Regions from separate parts of the Mus musculus genome. Here all the other regions are linked to region 1. Evidence: chromatin contacts called from public Hi-C and HiChIP or PLAC-seq data. All regions are on one chromosome and are shown on one strand. Each heading gives the region's core, a stretch centred on a gene start, on an enhancer-like site or on the middle of the called end of the contact. The rest is flanking DNA. Distances are from core to core; before and after follow the strand shown. Region 1 holds the start of Slc39a14 (solute carrier family 39 (zinc transporter), member 14). Region 2 overlaps Slc39a14 (solute carrier family 39 (zinc transporter), member 14). Region 3 overlaps Piwil2 (piwi-like RNA-mediated gene silencing 2).

Evidence for each region. Hi-C and Micro-C count contacts between places; a contact is called where the count stands out from the background. HiChIP or PLAC-seq counts read pairs in DNA pulled down with a chosen protein or histone mark.
Region 2: an H3K4me3 HiChIP or PLAC-seq map of intestinal villus epithelium shows a contact between it and region 1, with 13 read pairs. The contact joins the enhancer-like site here to the promoter of Slc39a14 in region 1. A contact is called at or near these places in 11 of 39 promoter capture datasets (the 3T3-L1 cell line, the C10 cell line, embryonic stem cells and 5 more), 2 of 15 datasets of contacts at CTCF or cohesin (CD8 T cells and pro-B cells), 43 of 484 Hi-C or Micro-C datasets (8-cell embryo, the AML12 cell line, B cells and 26 more), 14 of 115 datasets of contacts at active chromatin or transcription factors (CD8 T cells, the HPC-7 cell line, bone marrow-derived dendritic cells and 9 more) and 3 of 9 other capture datasets (adipose tissue, liver and pancreatic islet).
Region 3: a contact with region 1 is called in a Hi-C map of bone marrow-derived macrophages, with 1.6 times the contacts expected there. The contact joins the enhancer-like site here to the promoter of Slc39a14 in region 1. A contact is called at or near these places in 13 of 39 promoter capture datasets (the 3T3-L1 cell line, 3T3-L1-derived adipocytes, the C10 cell line and 7 more), 3 of 15 datasets of contacts at CTCF or cohesin (CD8 T cells, the NIH/3T3 cell line and pro-B cells), 63 of 484 Hi-C or Micro-C datasets (the 3T3-L1 cell line, 3T3-L1-derived adipocytes, the 63-12 cell line and 47 more), 24 of 115 datasets of contacts at active chromatin or transcription factors (the 230-238 cell line, SST interneurons, bone marrow-derived dendritic cells and 16 more) and 4 of 9 other capture datasets (adipose tissue, liver, macrophages and 1 more).

The regions. Positions count from the first base shown.
Region 1 is chr14:70,349,810-70,354,452 of GRCm38.p6, reverse strand. It overlaps Slc39a14 (solute carrier family 39 (zinc transporter), member 14), which reads left to right and starts at 3,029. Exons shown (of 10, transcript NM_144808.4): 1 at 3,029-3,173.
Region 2 is chr14:70,301,642-70,306,199 of GRCm38.p6, reverse strand. Slc39a14 (solute carrier family 39 (zinc transporter), member 14) reads left to right here. Exons shown (of 10, transcript NM_144808.4): 10 at 1-2,733. It also overlaps the pseudogene Gm4240. Among named protein-coding and RNA genes, the nearest start is that of Ppp3cc, 14 kb to the right of the region's middle. Within about 2 kb of position 1,644, at least 27 of the 459 cell types and tissues checked have an H3K27ac peak or open chromatin away from gene starts, as enhancers often do. A contact at or near this core is called in the C2C12 cell line, the HL-1 cell line, bone marrow-derived dendritic cells and 4 more, where this site is marked.
Region 3 is chr14:70,400,282-70,404,921 of GRCm38.p6, reverse strand. It overlaps Piwil2 (piwi-like RNA-mediated gene silencing 2), which reads left to right. Exons shown (of 23, transcript NM_021308.2): 11 at 2,700-2,888; 12 at 3,420-3,504. Among named protein-coding and RNA genes, the nearest start is that of Gm24890, 26 kb to the left of the region's middle. Within about 2 kb of position 1,996, at least 100 of the 459 cell types and tissues checked have an H3K27ac peak or open chromatin away from gene starts, as enhancers often do. A contact at or near this core is called in the 230-238 cell line, the 63-12 cell line, the BV-2 cell line and 21 more, where this site is marked.

The DNA.
Region 1 (4,643 bases), core at 1,780-4,279:
ATTTTAAAAGCTAGTATTAGAAATGAAATGCTTTGAAGGCAAAAAAAAAAAATCCAAGTCCCATAAATCATATTAGTTCTGTAGATTACAAGTCAATCATGGTCACAAAATCAAGTTTAGTGGATTTGTCACAGGCCTTGAAGTCACAGAGATGTGACTGTTTTTGCTTCCTGAGTGCTGGGATGAAAGGCATGAGTCACCATGTCCAGCTCTTAGAAACTGAACCCAAAGCCTCAAGCGTGCTAGGTAAATGTTCTATACGCTCAGAACCTATTTTATGGAAAAATTGCTTGCTACATTATTTATACTGGAATTGTGGCACTATATTATTTTATTCTTCCCTTTCTTTTAATTTTACATCTATGAATGAGTTGCCTGCGTGCCTGGAAGTGCACCGTGTGCGCACAATGCCGGTGGAGACCAGGAGGAGGTCAGTACCCCCAGGAACTGGAGTTACAGAGGGTTCAAGTATTTTAAAAAAATAAATATCAAGTATTTTTAATAAATAAATAAATAAATAAATAAATAAATAAATAAATAAGGGTTTCCAAAGTCTGAAAGAGTAGATCAAATGTACTTCAGAACAATCAAGAAGCTTGCTGAGCGGAAGGGAATGGAAAGGGGAGGAGGAGGGAAAGCAAGTGATGGTGGGAAATCCAGGCTCCAGATGTCACTATGTATGGTGACCATCACTGTTGTGTCCTAGCAGGACCTAGTCGGCATGTGTCCTCTCATCAGGATGTGCCTCCTGAAGAAATGCCCGTGGGGGCGGATGCAGAGACTTAGGACCTTTTGATTTTGAGCTATGTTAATGATTAATTGAATTCCTCTTGTGTATAGCTTATCAGCTGGAGATAGCTTATCAACTCTGGGTGCCCCTGTGGACTTTGACAGTTCCACAAACAGGTGACAGTGCCACACAGATGGGTCCTGTGGTGGGGTGGCCCATCACTCCTCTTTCCCACTAGTGCTTTTGTTTGTTTGCTTATGTGCCTTGAGACAAGGTCTCTCCTAACCCAGGTTGGGCTCATACTCACTATGGAGCTGAGCTGGCCCTGAATCCTTGCTTCTCCTATTCACCACCCAAGTGGTAGCATTGGAGAACATGGGCCATCATGCCCAGCTCCCCACTCTGCCCCCTGAGCCGTCCTCAACAACTGCTTAATGCAAGCTTTAGTAGCCCTGACATCCTGTCTGGAATCCGGGGGATGAGGGTTTAAGCTCCCCGTCCTATTCAGAGCTTTGGGATGGCAGATCCTTGTCTCTAGGTGGGCTTCTTATTCTGCTTATTCCTTCTAGGGGGGGCCTGATGGGGAACCGACCTTTCCTGACAGTCCATTCCGCTTTGGAGTCTTAAGTGGGTGACATAATGTCTGAAAAACACTGTAACTTTAACCAAGGCAAATATTCAGCATTATTATAGAGTTGCAGGGGCCCGGGAGGCAATTCTGCAAGAGCTATCATTACCTCAAAATTACTCAGAAAGTAAATGAGAGGACCATCACAGGGTCTCCCTCTTACTCATTGGAGTACTGTAATTACAGAGTAAAGATAATTGAATTTCAGAAAAACAGAGTGGCCAGAAGAGTCTGAGTGGCCTCAGTAGTTTTATATCTTTTAAACTTAAGACCTTGCATACACTAGGCAAAGCATTCACTATTAATTTACAGAAAGGGTCTCAGGTAGTTCAGGCATGGTCTCAAATTCATTAAGGGGCCCAAGGCTGACTTTGAACTTGTGATACTTGTCCCCACTTCTCCAGTGCTGAATTACAGGTGAGCATTACCAGAACCGGTTGCTGGCCTCGAACTCATGGCTTTGGTGCGGTCTAAGCATACACTGAACCAAAAATCCCCCTTTTACCTTTTGAGAAAGGAGCTCACTAAATTGCCCCAGCTGGCCTTGAACTTGAGATCCTTCTGGCTCTAGAGTAGCTGAGATTATAGGTGTGCACCACCAGGATTGGCTATTACCTCACCAACCCCCAGCCCCACACTCTGGTGCTCTAGCCAGCCCGCAAGAGCAAGCTGCCATTGAGCTGAGTTCTTCCTGCCACCTGTTCTAGGGACATGGAGTTCTACTCCTATCACTTCCTTTTTGAGGGAACTTTCCCCAGCACTTAGATGCCATCTCTCTATTGAACAAATCTAGAGATACCACAGCCAGCTGGACACACTCCCTGTGCTAGAACAGAAACCCCCGCCATTCACTGGTTCCAGTGCCACTTGAGGTTCTTCCATGGGGCCCTCCCTGCCCCAGGTGACAGTTGGTTAAGCGATAGAGGAAATAATCCTAATATCCAGCTGAATAGAACAATAAGAGTTTAGTGGGTGGTTTATTTTTCTCAAGAAATTTGCATATACAAGGCTCAGTATCCAACACAATAGGCCCTTCCTACAGCGGAAGAGACTCCCTCCCAGGACAAACAAAACCTAAGGCTTGACCTCGCTCCTTAGGAATCTGATTAACTGTGAGAAAGAGGTGCGAAACTCTGAAAAAAAATGAATATGATCTTTTATTTGGATCGTTACAAGTTATTTTAATTCTTTTGGTTGGCTGGGGTAGGCAAAAAAAAAAAAAAAAAAAGCAGTTTATGAAGCGCTCCATCCTGCTTACAGAATATTTTAGAATTGGAGAAAACAGAAAAGTCTCTTAGATTCATCAACAGTGTTAAAACCACAAATGTCTACCAAGAGAGGGGCACTCTCCCTCAGGAGCGACAGGATGGAAGGTCACGCTGTGAGTTTCCCACAAAAGGGGCTAGGAAGGACAGATGGGAGGTTTCCAGAGAATAGCGGAGCCTGCAGGGCCTCCGTGAGTCAAGGATGGAATTCATCAAGGAAGGGTGGATGAAGCTAGAGAGAGCTAGGATGCGAGCCGGGGATGCACAACGCTGGAGGACCAGGTTGGCCAGGGTAACGACGCTGTTAGCTGGCGGTCCCACGTGGCAGGCCCGGGGGAGCGGGGCGGGGCAGCAGGCGGGGGCGGGCCCAGCGGTGACGCGCAGGGTATATGGCCGGGCATGCGCATGCGGCGGGGGCCGGACGTAGAGAGGGGGCGCGTGGCTGTTGGCGGGGACGCACCCACTCAGTAGCTGTGTCGCCCGCTGCCTTGGGGGGGGGGCCCTGGATAGTGAGGCTGCGTGGGCCCGACTGCCGGCTGGAGGACTTCAGGTGAGGACGGACCGGGCGCAGGCAGGATGGGAAGTCGGGCGCCTCCGGGTTAGGGGGGACACCGGGTGGGGGTTGGAGACACCGGCACGCCGAGGACCCAGAGTCTTTTCGGGAGGCCGCGCACTCCCTGAGCCCAGTCCTGGTAGCACCTGATTGCCGTGCCACGGTGGCGAGGAGAAGGAGGTCACTGCGCTGTCCCTTCAGCTGCAGGGCCCGGGATGTGTGAACCAGAGAAGGACGCCGGGGAGGTCGATAGCTGCTCAGAAAGGCTGAGATGAGCTTTCTAGAGCCCCAGGACACAGAGCGCAGAGGAAGCGGAGTAGATGGGTAGATCAGATGCTCTGCGGTGGCGGCTGCTCGGGGGCTCTGGTGTCTGGATCTTGCATCCCAGGAACCTATGTGTCCTTCTCCCTGCCCCACGCCAGACCACCCTCCGGCTGGAGAGTGATGCCCGATTCTTCTGGTTGGCTTGGGCAGGAGTGGATAACCGCAAGGGTGGCACCGCGCTGAATTCTCCCCTGACTAACGGCAGCGATGCCTCTTGGGCTCACTTAGGTTGGGACTGACCAAATTAGGTGGTCTGGTTACCGGCTGCTCCCTCTTAGAGTTTTAAAGCTATAGCTAAAGTAGCCATCAGACTCACCTTGTGATCCTGAGGTAGATTCTAAGCCGGAAAATTGCCTCTCTGGGTTGTGGGTTCAGCTTTAAGAATCTTCTGTCACCCCGGGGCCTAGATTCTAAGCTGATCTGTAGTCTAAATAGTTACATGGCTTGTGCGTTCAAGAGAACTCTCAGTTTGGTTTGGTGAGGGGTGGAGTGCTTTCCTGTGGCCTAAATGGAAGGATAGAGGCAGGAGCACTTTGGCAGGCCCCTCTTCGTGAAGTAACCTGGCTTTGGAATTGTAGCATTAGCTCTTTTTAGCCCCTGGTCATTGGGATAGATATATTTGCTGGAGGTGCTGATTTTAGGGGACGATAGAAACTGGCTCCGGAGTGACTATCTGGTCACTATTCTGGTTCAGGTTAGTACTGAGACCAGCCTGAATTGTCTATCCAAAAGATGTACAATTCCGTACTCCTTACCTATTAAAACAAATCTTCAACACTGAGGGGTTCCAACGTGCCTCCTTGGCCAAACAGCCAGAAACATGTCCAGAATCACAACTTCTGACAACTAGAATTAAAAGCCATCTAGTCCCCTTTCTATTGGTGACTTAGTTGAGCTCTTTGCTAGTGGTTCAAAGTCAGGAGGCCGTGTATGGGTCCTCTTTGTGTGACTGTTTTATCATTGTGACTAGAGACACTGAACTGACCCAGGATATGGGTTCTTCCAGAAGGACCCTGGCAGAACACTTCTTGCTGCTACACCTGGCATTCTGTGGTTCACCTGGACAGTGCAGAGGCAGAAACAGGGATTAAAGAACCCAGAAGCTGGCTAAGCAACCAACCGACTTGAGAAGTGGCAGAGCCT
Region 2 (4,558 bases), core at 395-2,894, 47 kb after region 1:
TGGGTTCTCATGTTTTTACAGAGAAGAGGGCAGAAGACAAGACTCCTGTGTTTTTCAGTCTGTTAACTGTTCTCTGAAAAGGCTGACTTTCCGATGAGTATGGCAGGCAGAGGGGCAGGGGATTGCCTGAGTGAGGAGGGGGTAGAACTAGTGATGGATGTCCTGTCTCCTTGGTGCTCGGTTTCCACCAGGATGCTGCGTGCAGGTTGCTTGCAGCATCTGGAGTCACATAATCATCCAGGCGAGCCACTGTGGGCATTCTCTGGCGTGGCAAGAGGTCTGCTAAATCAGTTGTTTTTGCCCTGATCCTCACGCCTTCCTATTGCTTTCTTTTTCTAGTTAACTTTGTAGATGCCTCACGGGGAGCACGGTCAGAGCACATTTAAAGGTTTTTGCATAGGAGGGAAACTGCACAAATCAGTCTCCCCTGGTCAAGACCTCTGCCAGTAGAACCTGACTCATAGAATCAGGACACAGTTGTTTATGCCTTTTTGTGACCAAGGTGATTGGGAATGGAGTCATTGCAGGCCAGACTTAGGACTTGCTAATTGCAGAAATAATAGTTGAATACCATGGGACTCTGGACCTTGAGGTCAATTCTTGAGGTCAGGACTGCAGACGTCATTGCTGCCAATGGGTTTTAAAGGACACCATCTAGCTACCACTTCCTCCCCGGTCCCAGACAACAAGATTGAATACTGAATTGAATCGAGTGTAAATTGCTTTCATTTGGTCCAGGAAAACAAAACAAAACAAAACCAGATGCTTGACATTTCACACCACAAGCCAGCCTCAGGCGCTGTGCAGCCCCCTCCTCAGAACTCTGGCTTCCAGGGGAGCTAATCTCCAGGTTCACTAAGTGAATTAATTTATTATTATCATATTGATACATGGATTCCTTAGCCACTTTGGAGAGCCAGTCTCTCCCGAAGCCTTTCTTAGTGGTGCCCACAGTCACAGTCCAGGAGCCATTGTTCGCATGACTTACAGTACTGAATCATTGCCAATCCCTGAGTCTTTCTGTTCTTACCACAGGAAAACTGTCCATTAAAAGCAGTGTGCATATATATATATATATATATATATATATATATATATATATATATACATATATATATATGCACTCACATGTATTCATATATATATATATATATATATATATATATATATATACACACACACACACACACACACATGTATGTGTGTGTGTGTGTGTGTGTGTGTTCATTCTTGTTCTTCTTGGGGAAACATGCTTGAAACCAGGAATCCTGAAATCCTGAGAACACAACTGGGGAAACAGAAATTTGCTCAGTTTCTCTCCCTGCTCTTGCCTCTTGCCTTTGAGACAAGGCAGCAGGAAGAGGAAAGTTCAGCAATCAAGGTACTAGATTGGATGTCAGGACCAGGTCCTGGTAGGCTTAGGGTCCAGTTTTACCAAAGAACCAGTTCCTTCAATGTTAGAAGCTAAGCTTTATGTTACCGTCATGGTTGTTGGTGTTTGAAGGCGAGTCTCATCTCTCCTGTTCTATTTCTCCTACAAATGCTTTAGGAGGTAGCAGAAATTGACACTCAAAGTGTAAGACTGAGCAGGCTGTGTGACTCGTACCTGTAATCTCAGCCCCTAGGGAGGCAGAGTCAGCAGGCTCAAGTTTTATACCAGCCTGGGCTTCATAGTGAATAGCAGGCCAGTCTGGGCTACATAGCAAGCTCCTGTGTCAGCAAGACAAAATGAAGATAAAAAACCGTAAAATTTAAGATTGTAGGTCTGAGGGTGTGGCTCAGTGGTAGCACGTTTTTTGTCCAGTGTGTATGTGACACCCTGAATGTCATTCCCAGCACCACCACAGCCCCCCCCCCAAAGGTTGAAAGATTCCACTTTACCTAGCTCATGCATTATATTTTTAACTTTAGGAGTTCCCCTAGCTCCTGTCCTTTAAATGCCCTTATGCTGGAATCGGATGGTGGCTTGGTTTGTTTAAAAGAGCTTAAAAAGAGTCTTAAACATGAGATAGACTGTCTGCCATGCACCCTTCCTGTGAACTCAAGAACTTTGAGGAAATCCTGGGGCTTCTTCAGGGCGGAGGGCTGGCATCAGTCAGACACAGGTGGGGCGTGGGAGCCAACTGATAATCCATTGCTATTGGCAACAGATTCGCCCCATGAGTTGAAAATGTGGCCGTTGACCTTCTTTTGACTTTTAAATGTTGAACTTGCTGTTTTAAGCATCTGTACATATAAGAGGCTGAAGGGGCTACGGGCTGCTTAGCGGACACTTCTCCCCTGGCCTTACTGCCCATAGCTTCTGTTCCCTGTTAACACTAGCAAGGAAAGTGCTTGTCACACAGAGGAGCCCTCAGCCAGGCCTTGGATTCTGTCATTGGAGGACCTCATTTCTGACCTCACCTTCAGTCCTCCATCCCCGCCCTCCAATACTTAGGGTCACCAGGGGGAGCACTCTCCGGTACCCTTCACCTGGGTTTTAAATGGCTTCTCTCTGTCTGGATCACCTAGGATCCAGTTTTAGTGAACCCTCTTCCAAAGAGATACAGATAAGCTGGATGATTTTTTGCATAAAGAAAGAGGATTTTACTCATAGTTCCCTTTACAGTTCCATCACAGTATTTTTTTTAAATAACTCAGGTGTTATGAGAATTAGAAAATAAAATAATTTATGTCATGTGAACTGTAAATGTTTTATTTGTAAGATTCTATAAATAAAGCTATATTCTGTAATTGGTGAGTCCCAAGTGTCGGCTTGCTTCAGCCTTAAGAGCTGGGGCATACTAGTCAGTCATCGATGGGAGGAGAGGCCCTTGGTCCTGGGCATTCCCCTATGCCCCAGTATAGGGGAATGCCAGGGCCAGAAATTGGGAGTGGGTGAGTTGGTGTGTGTGTGGGGGGGAGGGGCTTTTGGAGGGGAATCCATGAAAGGGGATAACATTTGAAATGTAAATAAAGAAAATACCTAATTTAAAAAAAAAAAAAAAAAAAAACGAGTTGGGGCATAATGAATCTTTGACACAAGGTGGCGCTCGTCTGTTGCTGATTTACAAAGGGTTGTTTGGATTTGGCTATGGGGATTTAGAAGGGACTTCCTATATCATATAACACACTTACTTTAAAATGACTCACTTTGGGCTAAGCTCAGGAACAAAGCACTTAGCCATGGATTGCGCCTTGGAAACTGTAAAGACTGTAGAGTTCTGTATTGAACTTCACCCATGTTGGTTTTTTTCTTTTCTTTTCTTTTTCTTTCTTTTTTTTTTTTTTTAACTTTATCTGCATTTATTTTTTGCTGAATTTATTCCAAGGCCATGAGTTTTTGTTTCTTCTGGGATATCTTTTTCTTCTGTGCAAGCTCCTCTTCTGGCTTTGGAACGATCTGTTCCTTCTCAGTGAGGATCATCTCAGTGTGGCAGGGGGAGCTCACGTATGGGTTAATCTGGCCATGAGCTCTGTAGGTCTGTCGGCACATCTTAGGTGCCTTGTCCACGTGTCCAGTGACTAGAGAATCTATGTCTAAACCCTAAGTTCAGCATTACTTTCTGCATTTTTTAGCATGATTCAGCATTCTTTTTTGGCTACCATCCTTGTGTCCCCAGCCCCACTGTTTTGGCCTGGGCAAATTATACCGCCAGACTTGCACACATTGCTTATTTGGTTTTTGTTGTTGTTGTTTGTTTGTTTGCGACAGGGTTTCTCTGTATAGCCCTGGCTGTCCTGTAACTCACTTTGTAGACCAGGCTGGCCTCGAACTCAGAAATCCACCTGCCTCTACCTCCCGAGGGCTGGGATTAAAGGCGTGCGCCACCACGTCTGGCCCACATTGCTGCTTTAAAGTGAGATCCTTCAGATACTTGGTGGCTTTGCAAATATGCATACCCTTGATGGCCTGGGCAGTTTCCTGGGTGTTCTTAAAGTGAACACGAAGGTTTGAACCTCTTGATTTGATGATTTTGTGGAGTTTTCTAGGTCAAGAAAGTAATGAACTATCTTCACAGGTCACCTCTGGCCACTTACAGGAAGAGAGCTTTCCTTTATTTTCTTACATGTATTGTGTGTGTGTTTGAGTGGGGATGGTCATGCATGCCACGATGTGTGTGCAGGTCAGAGGACAGCTGTCAGGGGTTGGCTCTGGGGACCAAACTCAGATCATCAGGCTCAGTGACAAACAACCTTACCCACTGAGCAATCGTGACCCCTTTTTAAAAAATAAGGAGCTTGGTTTTTGTTGTTGTTGTTGTTTTTAATAATTACTGTTAGTCATAAGATGGTGCTTACATGTGCATTGCTCTGGCTTAGCTCTTATTAGAGGGGATGCCTATAGGGACTCACGTTGATGGTCAAGACATCGTACAGTGTGAGGGGGCTAGAGATGGTCCAATAGTGTAGAGCACTTGCTCTTCCAGAGGATGCAGGTTCAATTCCCAGCACTCACGAGACAGCTCACAACTACCTGTAACTCCAGTTCCAGGGTATCTAACATCCTGCCACAGAGATAACATGTAGACGAAACACCAGTTGTACTGGCTGGTTTTGTGTGTCAACTTGACACAGG
Region 3 (4,640 bases), core at 747-3,246, 52 kb before region 1:
TATAAGTATATGCTGTGTATGTGTGCCAATGGAAGTCAGAAGAAGATGCCAGGTCCCCTGAACCTGGAGGTACAGGAGATTGTCAACCATGTCACTGTCAACCATGGATGCTAATCTCTGGTACTCTGGAAAAGCAGCAAGTGATCTTAACCACTGAACTCTCTCTTTCTTTTTAAAAGTGATATTAAAATGTTTTATTTGTGTGTGTGTGTGTGTGTGTGTGTGTGTGTGTGTGTGTGTGTGGATGTGTTTGCTGCTTGGGTCAGAGGACAACTTTGTGAAGTTTGCTCTCTCTCCCACCTTTTCGTGAGTCCCAGGGATCAAGCTCATGTTGATAGGCTGGGTAGCAAGAGCCCTTCTCTTCTAAGCCACTTTGCTGACCTTGCCATATTTATTACTCAGCTGTTTGAGGGATACTTTGTAGTGTTCACTGTTTGCCTGTGCACTTCATGTCCAGATAGATTTTGGTGTGTGTATTGCCATTTCTGTGAGCTCTATTTTTATCCTTTACTTAACCCAAGGACAGCTTGGCACTTCTCGTGTTCCCAACAGAGGTGTGTGAAGGCTCCAGTTCACCTGCAGCCTCACTTGCTGGCATCTGTTTCTATTATAACCACCTTTGCATGTAAAATGAGTAACTGTGGCTTCGATTGCATTTCTCTCATGACTCATGATACTGAGCAGTTTTCTCTGCACCTTTTAGCCATTTGAATATCTTTGTGAAATATTTAGATCTTTGATCCACTTTTAAAATGCATTTTTAAAAGTATTTATTTTATTTCACATGCATTGTTGCTTTTCCTGCATGTCTGTCTGTCTGTATGAGGGTGTCAGATCCTAGAACTGGACTTACAGACAACTGTGATCTTCCATGTGGATGGTGGGGATTGAACCTGAATCCTCTGCAAGAGCAGCCAGTGTACTTAACTGCTGAGCAATCTCTCCAGCCTCTAAAATATATTATTTAATTGTAAAATTTTTGTATTTTAGATACAGATATCTTGTCAAGTACATAATTTGAGATACTTTCATATGAATTGTCTTCCCTGTCTTAGTTAGGGTTTCTATTTCTGTGATGAAACATAAAAGCAACTTAAGGAGGAAAGGGTTTATTCAGTTTATTCTTCAGTCAGCATCTCTATTTACCATCAAAGAAAGACTGGACAGAAACTCACACAGGGCAGGAGTCTGGAGGCAGAGCTGATGCAGAGGCCGTGGAGGGTGCTGTTTACTGTCTTGCTACCCATGGCTTGCTCAGCCTGCTTTCTCATAGAACCCAGGACCACTAACCCAAGAATGGCCCCACTCATAGTGGGTTGGGCTCTTTCCTATAAATCATTAATTAAGAAATTGCCTTGTAGATAACTCTAGTTGTGTCTCGAGTTGACGTGAGACTAGCCAGCACATTTCCTCCCTCCCTTTCTTCCTTCTTTCCTTTTCTCTCTCTCTCTCTTTTTTCTTTCTTGCTGAGACAGGGTCTTGTTATGTAGTTCAGGCTGGTCAGGAATTTACTGTGTAGACAATGCTGGCCTCAAACTCACAGAGTCACTCACCCTACTTTAGTTTGATGTAAGAAACTTATTACAACAATAATTCAAAGTTCACCAGAGGTACCCACAAATCCCTTTGCCCCATATGCACATCCTCAAAGAAGGGCTTCTGTGTGAGCCAGAGCAGCCTTACAGAATCATAAGATACAGATGGCCTTTCTCGGAACTATTCAGTAATGTTGCTTTAGGCCTCCCACGTGTGGTTTGATTTGTGATTTAAAAGAGAAGTTATGGACATGTTACAAAACTTTTCCCTGTTGTATTTGGAGGTCATGAAAATTTAATTAAAATCTCTAAAATTTTATTTTATGTGTATGGGTGTTTTGCCTGTGTATATATCTGTGCACCATGTTGAATGCCTTGAGGCCAGATGATGGTGTCAGGTCCCCTGGAATTTGAGTGACAGATGGTTTTGAACCCCTACCCCTAGATGGGGCTGGGACTTTAACCTAGGTCCTCTGTAAGGCCAATCTGTGCCCTACACCACTGTAAGGCCAATCTGTGCCCTACACCACTGAGCTTTCTTGCTAGCCTGGATCTTTTTTTTAAAACAATGCAAGTGACTTTCCTTTGGGAGACCTCAGTTAAAAACAAACAACAGTTGAGTTGAGTGTGGTGGCACAGGCCTTTGATCACAGGACTCCTGAGGTAGATAGAGGTAGACAGATCTCTGTGAGTTCAAGTCCATCCTGGTCTCATAGTAAGCTCCAAACCAGTCAAGGCTACGTCACTGAGACCATGTTTCAAAAAGAGGAAGTGAGTTGGGGTTGACTGGAGAGATGATACAGCAGTTAAGAACACTTCCTGTTCTTTTAAATGAACTGAGTGCGAGTGCCGTGCGTTCCAGCACCCACATCAGATAGCTCACAAGCTCCTGTAGCTCCAGCTCCGGGGGACCCGATGCCTCTGGCCTCCTTGGGCACTTGCACTCACGTGTGCATACAGGCATACACACCGCATTGAACATAATTAAAGTAATAAAAATAAATCCTAAAAAACGATCATTGGTTCATGAGATGAGTATAGCTAATGAGGGGTAAAAGATGAGATCCAACCCTTGGGTCCTTACTTCAGTTTCTGGAGCCCCGTCCCTCTCTTAGGAGCCTGAGGGTATGGATGCCAACCAGAGTCTCTTACCTCTTCCCAAAGGCATGCTATCTACCAGCAGAACAAGGAGCACTTCCAGGACGAGTGCAGCAAGCTTCTGGTTGGCAGCATTGTCATCACGCGCTACAACAATCGTACCTACCGAATCGATGATGTGGACTGGAACAAGACCCCTAAAGACAGCTTTGTCATGTCGGACGGGAAGGAAATCACATTCCTGGAATACTACAGGTACAGATGAGAGACTGCACTTGGTCTGAGGGTAGGGGTGGGACGTGCTCTCCAGGCTCTGGGTAGTGAGTACAGTTAAGGATGAGGTACCTGACACTGTACAGCTCTGTAAACTGGTAATAAAAACATCTGAGACCACATGAGCTTATTTGTGAGTCTGGCCTGTATGTGTTGGTACTTTTGGCAATTATTACATAAGTGATTTTGGGGGTATCCGTTGTATTTTTCTTGTTGGTTTTGTCTGGGGAGAGAATTGAAGTTCTCATCTTTAATCATTAGACTTTTATTTCTAAATCCTTTAGCTTGATGCACTTTCCACAAGCTTCTCTCCTGGGCTGTACATATAGCCTTTGTTCTCTGTCCATCAGCAAGAAAGCTGTAGCCTGCATTTCCCACTTACATATACTGTGATTAGTGTCTGATGGATTCTCAGTGAGGGGACTGTGCAAATTGTAAGCTGCAGTAGCACTGAAGAGGGCTGGAGGGGTTGTTGTAGGAGTGGTGACACTCTCTTGCTCTGTCCTGCTTTAGCAAAAACTATGGGATCACAGTCAAGGAAGATGACCAGCCGCTGCTGATCCACCGGCCCAGTGAGAGACAGAATAACCATGGCATGGTGAGTGGCTACCCTCCCAGCGGTCCTCCTCCGTACTGCTGCCCTGGCTATGTGTGCGCTCATCCGCTTATACAGTGTGCTGTGTTGGAACACATTGGGCATGGTTGTATTTTCCCTGTACTCAGAGTTGCCAGGAGGAGATAAATACCTCCACGAACAATTTGGGTTAAAGACATAAAGAGAGTTCCTTGTATCTAAAGATTAAAAACTCTGGAGCCTGGGGAGATGGTAGAGTGGTTAAGAACACTGGCTACTCTTCCAAAGGACCTGGGTTCCATTCTCATCACCCACATGGCAGCTCACAACTGTCCCTCCAGTTCCAAGGGAGCTTGGGCCTTTTCTGGCCCTCTGTGGACAACAGATACATATATACATGCAGGTAAAACACTCTTACATATACAAAAAAAGTAAAACTCTGACATGAATGTGAAAGCACACGCCTACAATCCTAGTACTTTAGGAGGCAGAGGCGTGTTGATCTCAGAGGTCGAGCTTAGCCTAATCTATGTAGCAAGTTCCAGGCCAGTCAGCGCTAAGTAGTGAGACATCACCTCAAAAAAAAAAAAAAAAAAAAAAAAGTTTGTGGGGGCTGGGAAGATTGCGCAGTGGCTAAGAGCACTGACTGCTCTTCCTGAGGATCTGAGCTTGATTTCCAGCATCCACATTAGGAGACTTGCAACTGCATATAACCCGGGCTCTAGAGACTGACACTTTTGGCCTCTGGGCACTGCATTCATGTGCATATACCATCCTCCCTGCCCCCTAACACACACACAATTAAAATAATAAAAATAAATCTTAAAAAACAAAAATCTATAGATTCAAAAGAGAGGTGTAGACATTTAGCAGGAGAAGGGCCCAGAGAATTGCCTTGATACCACACTTGGTCTCTCTTTTTTTAGTAAAAAACTTTAGATTTCTTATTTTATGTATATGAATGCTTTGCTTGCATGTATATCTATCTACAATATGCGTTCCTGGTGCCCACGAAGGTCAGAAAAAAGTGTCTGAGCTCCTGAAACTGGGTTTTGAGCCATTATGTGGGCTCTGTGAGCCAAACCCCATTTCTCTTAAAGAGCGACCATGTTTCTAACTGCTGAGCCATGTCTCTAGCCAGCACCTCTTCTTGGCCTTTC